2 separate regions of the Neogale vison genome follow, and region 1 is linked to region 2. The links are chromatin contacts, called in public Hi-C maps. All regions are on one chromosome and are shown on one strand. Each heading gives the region's core, a stretch centred on a gene start, on an enhancer-like site or on the middle of the called end of the contact. The rest is flanking DNA. Distances are from core to core; before and after follow the strand shown.

Region 1 (4,662 bases), core at 530-3,029, 49 kb before region 2:
GCTAAATATAGCCATCTCAAGATGACATACATTTTGACAATGATCAGTCTTACATATCAAATTTTCAAAAATAGCACAGATTCCATTGAAGGTGAGCAAGAAAAATTGCTATTCACTTCAGTTCTGCCTAAAATGGTTTTAGAAATGTGAATCTTCCATTAAAACAATTACACCAATACTGTATTGAGGGAAACTGGATTTAAAATAATTTTGTTGTGGGTTTTGTTCAGGGCTCCTTAAGGAAGTTGTTGCAGATAAAATACACAATTCCCCACATTTTTACTTAAATTATTTCAGTCAAAATATAAAAGAGTTTCAAAAATAGGGGGCTAATACCTATAAGTATAAATCTGAACTAATTATATTAAATAATCAAATTTCATTTATATTAAACACATCTCCCCAGAAAACTGTCGCTCAATTTGATGATGCATTTTTCCACTTCTGCACACCTCAAAGTCAAAAGAATTTCAGAGACTTCTGTGTCGTCTGAGTTTTCTGATGGCAGTTATTTAAGTTGTACAAGGACTGGAGGGGGTAAATAATGAGGTTCACGTAATGACGTGTGACTAAGATGGTATAAATACTCAGGTTTACTTAATGGTACTGCCCAACACATAGCTATGTTGTGACTCGCAGGCCAATGGGCCCGTTACATGAATTCATTAACAAAATTGAGCTGATGAATGATGCTGCCATTGCTTTGCTCGTGGAACTCTTTCTTTCTTACGGTTCACTTCATTTTTCTACCTGCCTCTTTCCCTAGGACAGACATTTTGTTAGGACATCTCCTTATGCTATTTTTTACCTTGTTCTCGCTCTCTCTCCACCGCACCCTCCCCCCAACTCTCTTTGTTCGCCTTATGGACCTTAAATAAATATAAAACGAAGCCCTGGAAGGCACTGCGACAATCAACTAACCTCTGGACTTGGTTATTTTCCGTACAAATGCCAATACATTTTTAGCACCGTAGAGCGTGTCACAGTTTATCAACAGTTGGAATGGCTTCGCATTTGGAAAACGCAGAGGGACAAGGGAGGTCTCAGGAGGTGACCACGTCATGCACTCCAACTTCCAACTGTAGCCGCGCACCCCAACATCCCACCTCGGACAAAATCGCCTCCAAAACGTACTTTGGAGGGAGGGGGGTAAATGGTAGGCTGTTAAAGCACATTTTACTCCCCAGCCTCCGCAGGGGCAGACCAGGAAAAGATTTCTCTTAAAAACAGCAGGCATCGCGGGATAGAGACCGCGCCGGGGGCACGTGGTGGGTGGGGGACGACACTGAACTTTATACCCGCTTGGACCCCAAGGGCAGAGCGAAGGGACTGCACCCACGCCGCTCGCGCGGGGCTCTTCCCTGCAGGAGTGGAGCAAGCGCCCGAACGCAACTCGGGCGACCCGGGGCGAGGGGCCCGAAGCAGGGGCGGCGGGCGAGGGAACGGCCGCCGGAGCCAAAGGCCGGTTCGCGCTGTCAGACGCGCAGACCCGGGCCGCCACTCCGCGGAGTCTGCAGGACGGGCCGGGCCGGGCGCGCCGCCCCAGCTGGCCGCAGCCCCGCGCGCTCGGGTGCTGCGGCGCAGCCGGGCCGGGAGCCGGGAGGGGGGCGCGTCTCCCCGCGGCCCCCGCCCCGGCGGCGGCCCCGACCCCTCCCGGTCCGCCGCCTCCGCCCCCGCCCCACGTTCCCCGACTCCTCTCACCCGCCAGGAGCCGGCGACGAGCTGGGGTCCTCGATGCGCGCCGAGAGGCTGTGCGCGTCCTGCGCTTGGGTGTGGGCGGGGGTCTGGGCGCTCCGGCCGCCGCCGCTGCCGCTCCGGCCGCTGGGAGCCCTCTGGCTGCCGCCGCCGCCGCCGCCGGCTCCACCAGCAAGTTTCCATAAAAGTCCTGGTGCGCAGCCTGTTCCCGCATTCCAGGCGGGCCCAGCGCCGGCTGCAGCTGTTCCAGAACACTAGGCCAGTTCCCCCCACCCCCACCTCCGCCGTAGCGCCCGGAGAGGGGTGGGGTGTTGGGGAGGGAGGCGGGAGAGGGGGTGGTGGCTGCCAACTTTCCGCCAGAACCTGCGAGTCGCCCGACTCTGGGTCGTGGAGCCTTTCACAAGGGGTCTGCCTCCACCTCTTGGCGGGGGCCGGGGACCGAAGGCCGCCTCCCCGGTGAGAAGGGAGTGATACTGGAATGGGATTCATGGATGGGCTGGAGCTGGCTCCCCAACACCCACAGTCGGTTGGCCCTGGGGCCCACTTCTCTCAGCGACTCTTCCCGTCCTGGTTTCTAACCAAGACGCTGAGCCACTTACTACCTTATCTTCATCCAAAGCATGACCTTGGCCAGTTTTTCTTTTATTGCTGAGGCCATAGGGCAGCAGTCCCGGGACCATTTCGTCTGTCTGTGGCTGTCCTTTTCTTGGCTCTCCTCTTGAACTCCAAGGAGAGGGGTGATAGAGGGGAGTGGCGGGGGAGGGGGAAGAGGAGGTTAAACAAACAAACCAACCAACCCCCCAAAACCCTAAAAACAAGTAATACTTATACAATCTCCCACGTTTCCTTAGTTGAAAGCAAATCGTCTCCGGTCCTTCTAAACCTACATAAAGACAGCTGCGGACATTAGCACTCTTGGGCCTTTTCAACCTGGACCACAAGCTTGTCAATTAAACCCATCTGACAACGCATATTAAAACCTGAAATGCTTATCCAGAGGGAGAATTTTTCTGGTTGGGGAGATCTTCAATTCTTCGCTGCAGGCAGAAAATAAATAATAAAATATCGATGAAAGAAAAAAAAATTTTTTAATTGAACTAGCATCCACAGAAATCCACCAGGGACACCCACTTCCAACTTCAAGTTCTGGGCGGACAGTGGTGCTCTCAGGTTATATTCTCAGGGTATTGAGAAGGCCTTCTACTCTCAGTTGTAACTTCTCTTGTCCACCCCATCCACATTCACTATTTACTTGGATTGGAAATTCTTTTAAAAGGTGTAAGCTACTCATTCTTCCATTAGAGAAAAGCTCCAGATTGGTAATTGAAACAGCTATTTAAACTTAAGCTAATACAGACATGTGACCTGGGTGACCTAGCTCACCCTGCCCCCTTGCTCCCTTCAATACCATCATCTTGACCTTCTTTAGTTCATGGAACTTGCCAGCTTCAGGGCCTTTGCACAAGCTGTTCTCTCTACATGAAATCCTCTTTCCCCCACTCCCTACCTTCCTAACTTCAGTATAAGCTTTCGCTGTCTACTTGAATGTTGCTTTCTCAGAAGTTTCCCTTTCACTCCCAGTCTGTGCCAGTGTCCCCTATTATAAACTCTCATTCTACCCCTTTCCTCCCTACACTTTTCAACTTCAAAGGATACATTTATTTGTATGACTTAAAAGAAATGCGTAGCTCTCTTAAGGGACATCCACTCAGTGGATTCACCAGATTGAACAGACTAATCCAGTCTTCCTACAAAACTGATAGCTACCCACAGCATGCAAGGCCTATTCTTCTTTCACCAATCCATTATTCATTCATTCATTCATTCACTCATTGGACAAATACACAGTTCTAGATACTGAGGATACAGCAGTAACAAAACAAAAAGCTCTGCCGTTGTATTCGAGACATTTTGTGGAAGAGGGCAGACGGTGAGCAAATAAACTATGTACTTAGTGATATGCTCGAAGGATAGATCCAGAGCAGTGAAAGCAGGGAATGCTGGGAATGGGGCAGGGAGATACTGTTCTTGTAGATGGCATGGTTGGGGACAGCCTCATATAAATCAGTCCTGAGGAAAGTGAGACGGTAAGCTAGGTAAATCTCTGGAGATGCATGAGAACATGAATTATGTAAATATCTGGAAATACTGGGGGAGAAGGGTCCAGGAGGAGATATAGAAACCCCAAGGAGGATCCTGACATGTTCTAGAAAGAGGAAGGAGGCTTGTGCAGGTGAAGCTGGGCAGGCCAAGGGGGAAAGAGGACGCGGAGTGGGGCAGGAGACAGCTGGTAGAGAACCCTTTTGCCCAACGTTGGAAGGACTTTGGCCTTTAAGGTGGGTGGCCATGGTGATTTTGAACAAAGTAGTGACATGATCAGACATATTTTTAACACATTTCACTCTGGTTGATGTGTTGCAAATACACTAAATAAAGCGGGGAGACCATCTGGGAGGCTTCCAAAATAACTGGGCTGGAAGGTGATGGGAGTTTGGACCACAGTGATGCCTGCGAGGATACGTGTTTGGCACTTTCTTTTTCTTGGTCCATTTTAAGAAGTAGAACTGGGAGATTTTGGCAACAGATTGAACATGTGATGTGACGACCAAGCTTTTGGCCCGAGGAGTAGAAGAATGGAGTTGTCATTTCCTGGAATGAGAAAGACTGGCCAGAGGAGGTGGAGCAGCTATAGTCAGGAGCTCAGTTTGGGACATGCTAAGTTTAAGGCTATCGGAAATCCAAGATTCGCCAGTGTGTATGAACATTCCTCATATACCTACCCTGAGTCACTTGGGTTTGTTCTTCAACTTGATCGGATCAGTTGCATGCTCTTGAAATGACATCAACATTACAAAAGGAAGAGCGATAAAGGCAGAAAGAGTTATGGTTTTATAAAAGCTAGGATGAAAGTTTTGAAGACTTGATAAAGGTAAACAATATAAAAATTATCATCAAGCTAGATGTGGG
Region 2 (4,594 bases), core at 116-2,615:
AAGCCACCCAGGCACCCCTACACTATCTGAATTTTTATTTAACAATTGCCTGAATATATAGCCTGTCTGTCCAGCTAGACTGAAACAACTATTCAGAGACCTCCTCATCTTTTTTCTTTTTCTTTCATTCTTTTTTTCCTGATGGTTCCTACAGTTCTCAAAATAGCACTGAACACATTACTGATACTTCAATATTTGCTGAAATAAACGAAATAAAACTTGGTATATAAAGTGACCATTCCTAAGACAGGAAAATCCCTATTTTTAAAAGCCTCTTCTGTATCTCCTCTGAATCATTTTGCCTATTACATTACTTTTACTTATTTTCAGAGCCCTGTTAAAACTCTTATTTTTCTAATACTCAGCTATAAATTAACTAAACTTATGATACTTTCTTGTAAACCCAAAATATGTGACTATGCCCCATAATGCCTAATCTTTAACCTTAGAAGTAACTAAAATACTTTCCACATAATTGGGGGATTAAATATAAAAATACTTTAAGTTACCACTTTGATGAGAGAGAGAGAGGTTCTTTTCTCTTTTTCTTTAGTAAACTCTATGCCCAGCGTGGGGTTTGAACTCATGACCCTGAGATTAAGAGTAGCACGCTCTAGAAACTGAGCTGGCCAGGTACCCCAAACCTAAAACTTTTTAAAAGTTTTAGGCTCAGTGGGTTAATAAGCCTCTGCCTTCAGCTCAGTCATGATCCCAGGGTCCTGGGATGGAGCCCCACATTGGGCTCTCTGCTCAGCAGGGAGCCTGCCTCCTCCTCCCTCTGTCTCTCTCTCTCTCTCTGCCTGCCTCTCTGCCTATTTGTGGTCTGTCAAATAAAGAAATTTTTAAAAATCTTTTTAAAAAAATAAAAATAAATAAAAATTTTAAAAAAACAAAAAACATTGCTTTACCTATCTCAATCACCCAGAACATTTAAAACATTCATGCATAGACATAAACTATGTTCTTCTTTGGAATGATAGTAAAAGTATAATGTTTACTTTTAACTCAACAGTTATACATTTTAGGCCAAAAATCTGACTGGATTCAAGCCTTCTTCCTTCTTTCACAATCTCATAATTCACATATTACTTAAGTCTTTTTCAAAGCAGAATTTGCTTGAAAGTTAAAAAAAAAAAAAGAAAGAAAGAAATCAAAGAATAAGCGAGAAGACACTTCAACCTTGGAATTTACAATTTCAGGCCTAAATCTACTTCTTTATACCAATCCAAATGGTTTTTCTGCTTGTCTCACTTTTGCCATCCCAGGCACATTCTATTTTCTGTCACTTAAGAAGCCATCAGGTCTATTTTAACCTCAGTAGATTCTAGTGGAGATTCCAAAGATGCCACTCTTCTTTTAAAATCCAGGCTGTCCACTGTGGATTTTATAACACCAGCAAGAAGAGGAAGGCTGCCAAATGTCTCAATGTCATCTGACTTCTATGTCAGCAGCTATTCTCCAGATGATTTTTAGTGGCTTAAATGATTTGGAACCTTGTCTTTCTATGGTTTTATTAAAAGTGGAAAAGTTCCTGCTGCCGACAAGAGAAGCTATTTTCCAAACAGTCTGCTGTAATCTGCTAAAATAATTAAGAAATCTGAAAACTACTGCTGCTCTTTGTCCATCTTCTACGACTACAACTACCTGCCCCATCTAAACTGCGAACAGCTTTTTATTTTGATTTGTTTTAAAATGTTATAGGATAATTTTGGGGGGGGGAGTTGAATACAAAAAATTTAAACCAATATAATTTTAGGAAGTAAAACAACGAAGAGCCAGGAGATATTTTCCTAAATTTACCTCAATGTACCTTAATACTGAAAAGAGTAACAATGAAATCCACTGAAACAAAAGAAAAAACTGATCAGCTCTTGATGTGTTATGACTTATAGCTTTGACCATGTGAAATAATAAATGTACAAAACAGCTTGACACTACTGTTTTCCATAACAGTTGTCTTTGGCGTTCTCTATCAAAACTTCTTATATGCCATGACTGCCCAATGTAACAACTGTCATTCCTAACAGAGAAATACAGCTGCCAATGCAAAATGAGTAATAGAAGGAAAGAAAACGGAATAACAGCTAGTAGAAGAAAGGACTAGATAACCTAAAGTGGAACAAAAGTAATTAAGGTTATGGCTTTAGTTATAGAGACTTTACTAGGGTCACTAGCAAGAGCTGGTCATTCTGTACACTACACAAAGGCCACTGGCCAATGAGACAAGTCAGGGCAGAAATCCAGCCCACATTCTGGGCCTGCATCTTCTAGGAGGAAAGTGAACCTTTTTCTTATCATGAAAGAACCCTTTCCAAGTGACTACATAGGCCTTTTCCTAATCATCCAAAGGTCTTGTGTTAGTGAAGTCCTGGACTTAGAAATCCAAGCTGCTAAGATGTAACTTGAGTAAAAAGAGGCAAAGGCAAGTAGCAGGAATTTCTCTTGTCTCTGGCACCCCAGTGATTTTCACTACACTGCTTCAGCTCTGAACCTACTTTAACTCACATATATAACACCAGTCTGTAGTATTACTAACCACTTCGAAATTAAGATTATGAGCCTTAAAACATAGGAGGAAATTACTAATCCAAATTTTTTGTATGTTCTGCAATTTGTACTCTGTATATTTAGAAGGCTGAGTATACAAATGAAGCCTGTAATTCATGTCACCCCCTAAAAATAAACCCTCAGGGAGTTTATCCTCCAACACAATGATCCTGCAGGAAAGGAACAGGACAAAGTCTTAGAGAGTCAACTCTGGGTTGTCTGACATTTGACTAAAGATCATAGGCTGAGGTATTTCCTCTTGTTTCCAAGCTCTTTCAATATTGCTAAATGTTCTATCTGGCTGCTTATCAAAAGAGAAGAATAACATCTCTCTGGTGGTCAGGAGGTTCCACTTTAAAGTTTTTCTATTCTCTGCCAGAGAATTTGTGCAGTCAGTACTAGTGTGGAAAAACCTCTAATATTTCCCTATAGAATGTGTCACTTTCTCAATGAAATCCTCTGCATAAAAGAGCAGAAAGATGGACAAAATCTTTTAACTTAACTAGTCAACACTTCCATAGTCTCCTGCAAACACATAAATGTGATTATGACTTAGAATTCTCAGTGGTTCCCTTTTGCCTAAAGGTACAAAACAAGGACCTTCACGATTTCTCTCTTGCCCACTTTTCTTGACTCGCTTCCCACCTCTCTCCTACATACACTGCGTTCCCAAGACCTAACAGGGTTATTAATTCATGGTGTTTGGTCTGCTTGAAATGCCCTTTTCCCAATTATCTTCCCAGTGGATGATCTTTCTTCAAGTGTCACACCAATGAAGACTTCCTCGAGCCCCCAGATTAATAAACTATGCTTTTCTTTGGTGTTTTTATGGCACTTTCTAAACACATTATTAAAGTACTTACTTTACTTTACTTTTATTTAGTAAATAAATAAAAGTATTTTACTCTACTATATAATTACTCCACTCTACTATATAATTTTTTTTAAGATTTTTTATTTATTTATTTGACAGATAGAGATCACAAGTGGGCAGAGAGGCAGTCAGAGAGGCAGAGAGAGAGGAGTAGGCAGACTCCCCGCTGAGCAGAGAGCCCGATGCGGGGCTCGATCCCAGAACCCTGAAATCATGACCTGAGCCCGAAGGCAGAGGCTTAACCCACTGAGCCACCCAGGTGCCCCTACTATATAATTTTTTAATGCCTACATAACTCCAAAACAAGATTCTGTGTTGCTTAAAAACAAAGACGAAATCTTCATCCTTATTTCTCCAGTGCCTTATAACATGTTTGACATATATTAGGCAACCAAGTGTTTGCTAAATAAATGTTTGAGACCTAAGATCCTATGAGTTCATTCTGTTCAAAAAATAGATTGTAATGAGGCCTAAACATGTATCTGAAATATGCAAAGCAATACTGCAAAACTATAAAAATTCCTGGTTTGTTTTTAAGGGCTAAATTTGTTCCTACACATCAGTATGAAAGAATCTCAAAGTTCTTTGTTCAGCCAAAAAAACAATATTTATCTAACTTATGGCTTCAGATTTGCCTGTTATTACAGCTATTGCAAATATATACTACTCTTTATAGAAAACATAAGCAAACAAACTATGAAACCCAGTTAATTTTAGAAGAAATCTAATTACAGTATAATTAACAAGCTTGAACTTAACTTCCATAAAACATATCAACTAGAGGCGCCTAGGTGGCTCAGTCAGTTAAGTGTCTAACTTGGGCTCAGGTCATGATCTTGTCTGGGATAGAGCCCCACAGGCTCCCTGCTCAGAGGGGAGTCTGCTTCTCCCTCTCCCTCCAACCCTCCCCCTGCTCATGCTCTCTCAAATAAATAAAATCCTTTAAAAAAATATGAATCAACTAAATCATGTCCCTAAGAAAATGCTAGCAAGCTTCATTTGTTGTTAATCAGGTTTATTTTTACACTAGTATTCAATTCAGCAATTTGGTCTAGCCCTACTAGCCTAAGGAAAGTGAATAAGAATATTCTTAATCCTAGGGGCACCTGGGTGTCTCAGTGGGTTAAAGCCTCTGCCTTCAGCTCAGGTCGTGATCCCAGTGTCCTGGGATCG

Evidence for each region. A called contact is a pair of places that touch in the nucleus more often than the background predicts.
Region 1: a contact with region 2 is called in a Hi-C map of muscle, with 7 times the contacts expected there. The contact joins the promoter of NEXN here to the enhancer-like site in region 2. A contact is called at or near these places in 2 of 3 Hi-C or Micro-C datasets (fibroblasts and muscle).

What each region holds. Positions count from the first base shown.
Region 1 is chr2:65,555,021-65,559,682 of ASM_NN_V1, reverse strand. It overlaps NEXN (nexilin), which reads right to left and starts at 1,779. Exons shown (of 13, transcript XM_044238525.1): 1 at 1,702-1,779.
Region 2 is chr2:65,505,637-65,510,230 of ASM_NN_V1, reverse strand. The region is part of intron 7 of MIGA1 (mitoguardin 1); the gene reads right to left. Among named protein-coding and RNA genes, the nearest start is that of MIGA1, 49 kb to the right of the region's middle. Within about 2 kb of position 1,365, the one cell type or tissue checked has open chromatin away from gene starts, as enhancers often do. A contact at or near this core is called in fibroblasts, where this site is marked.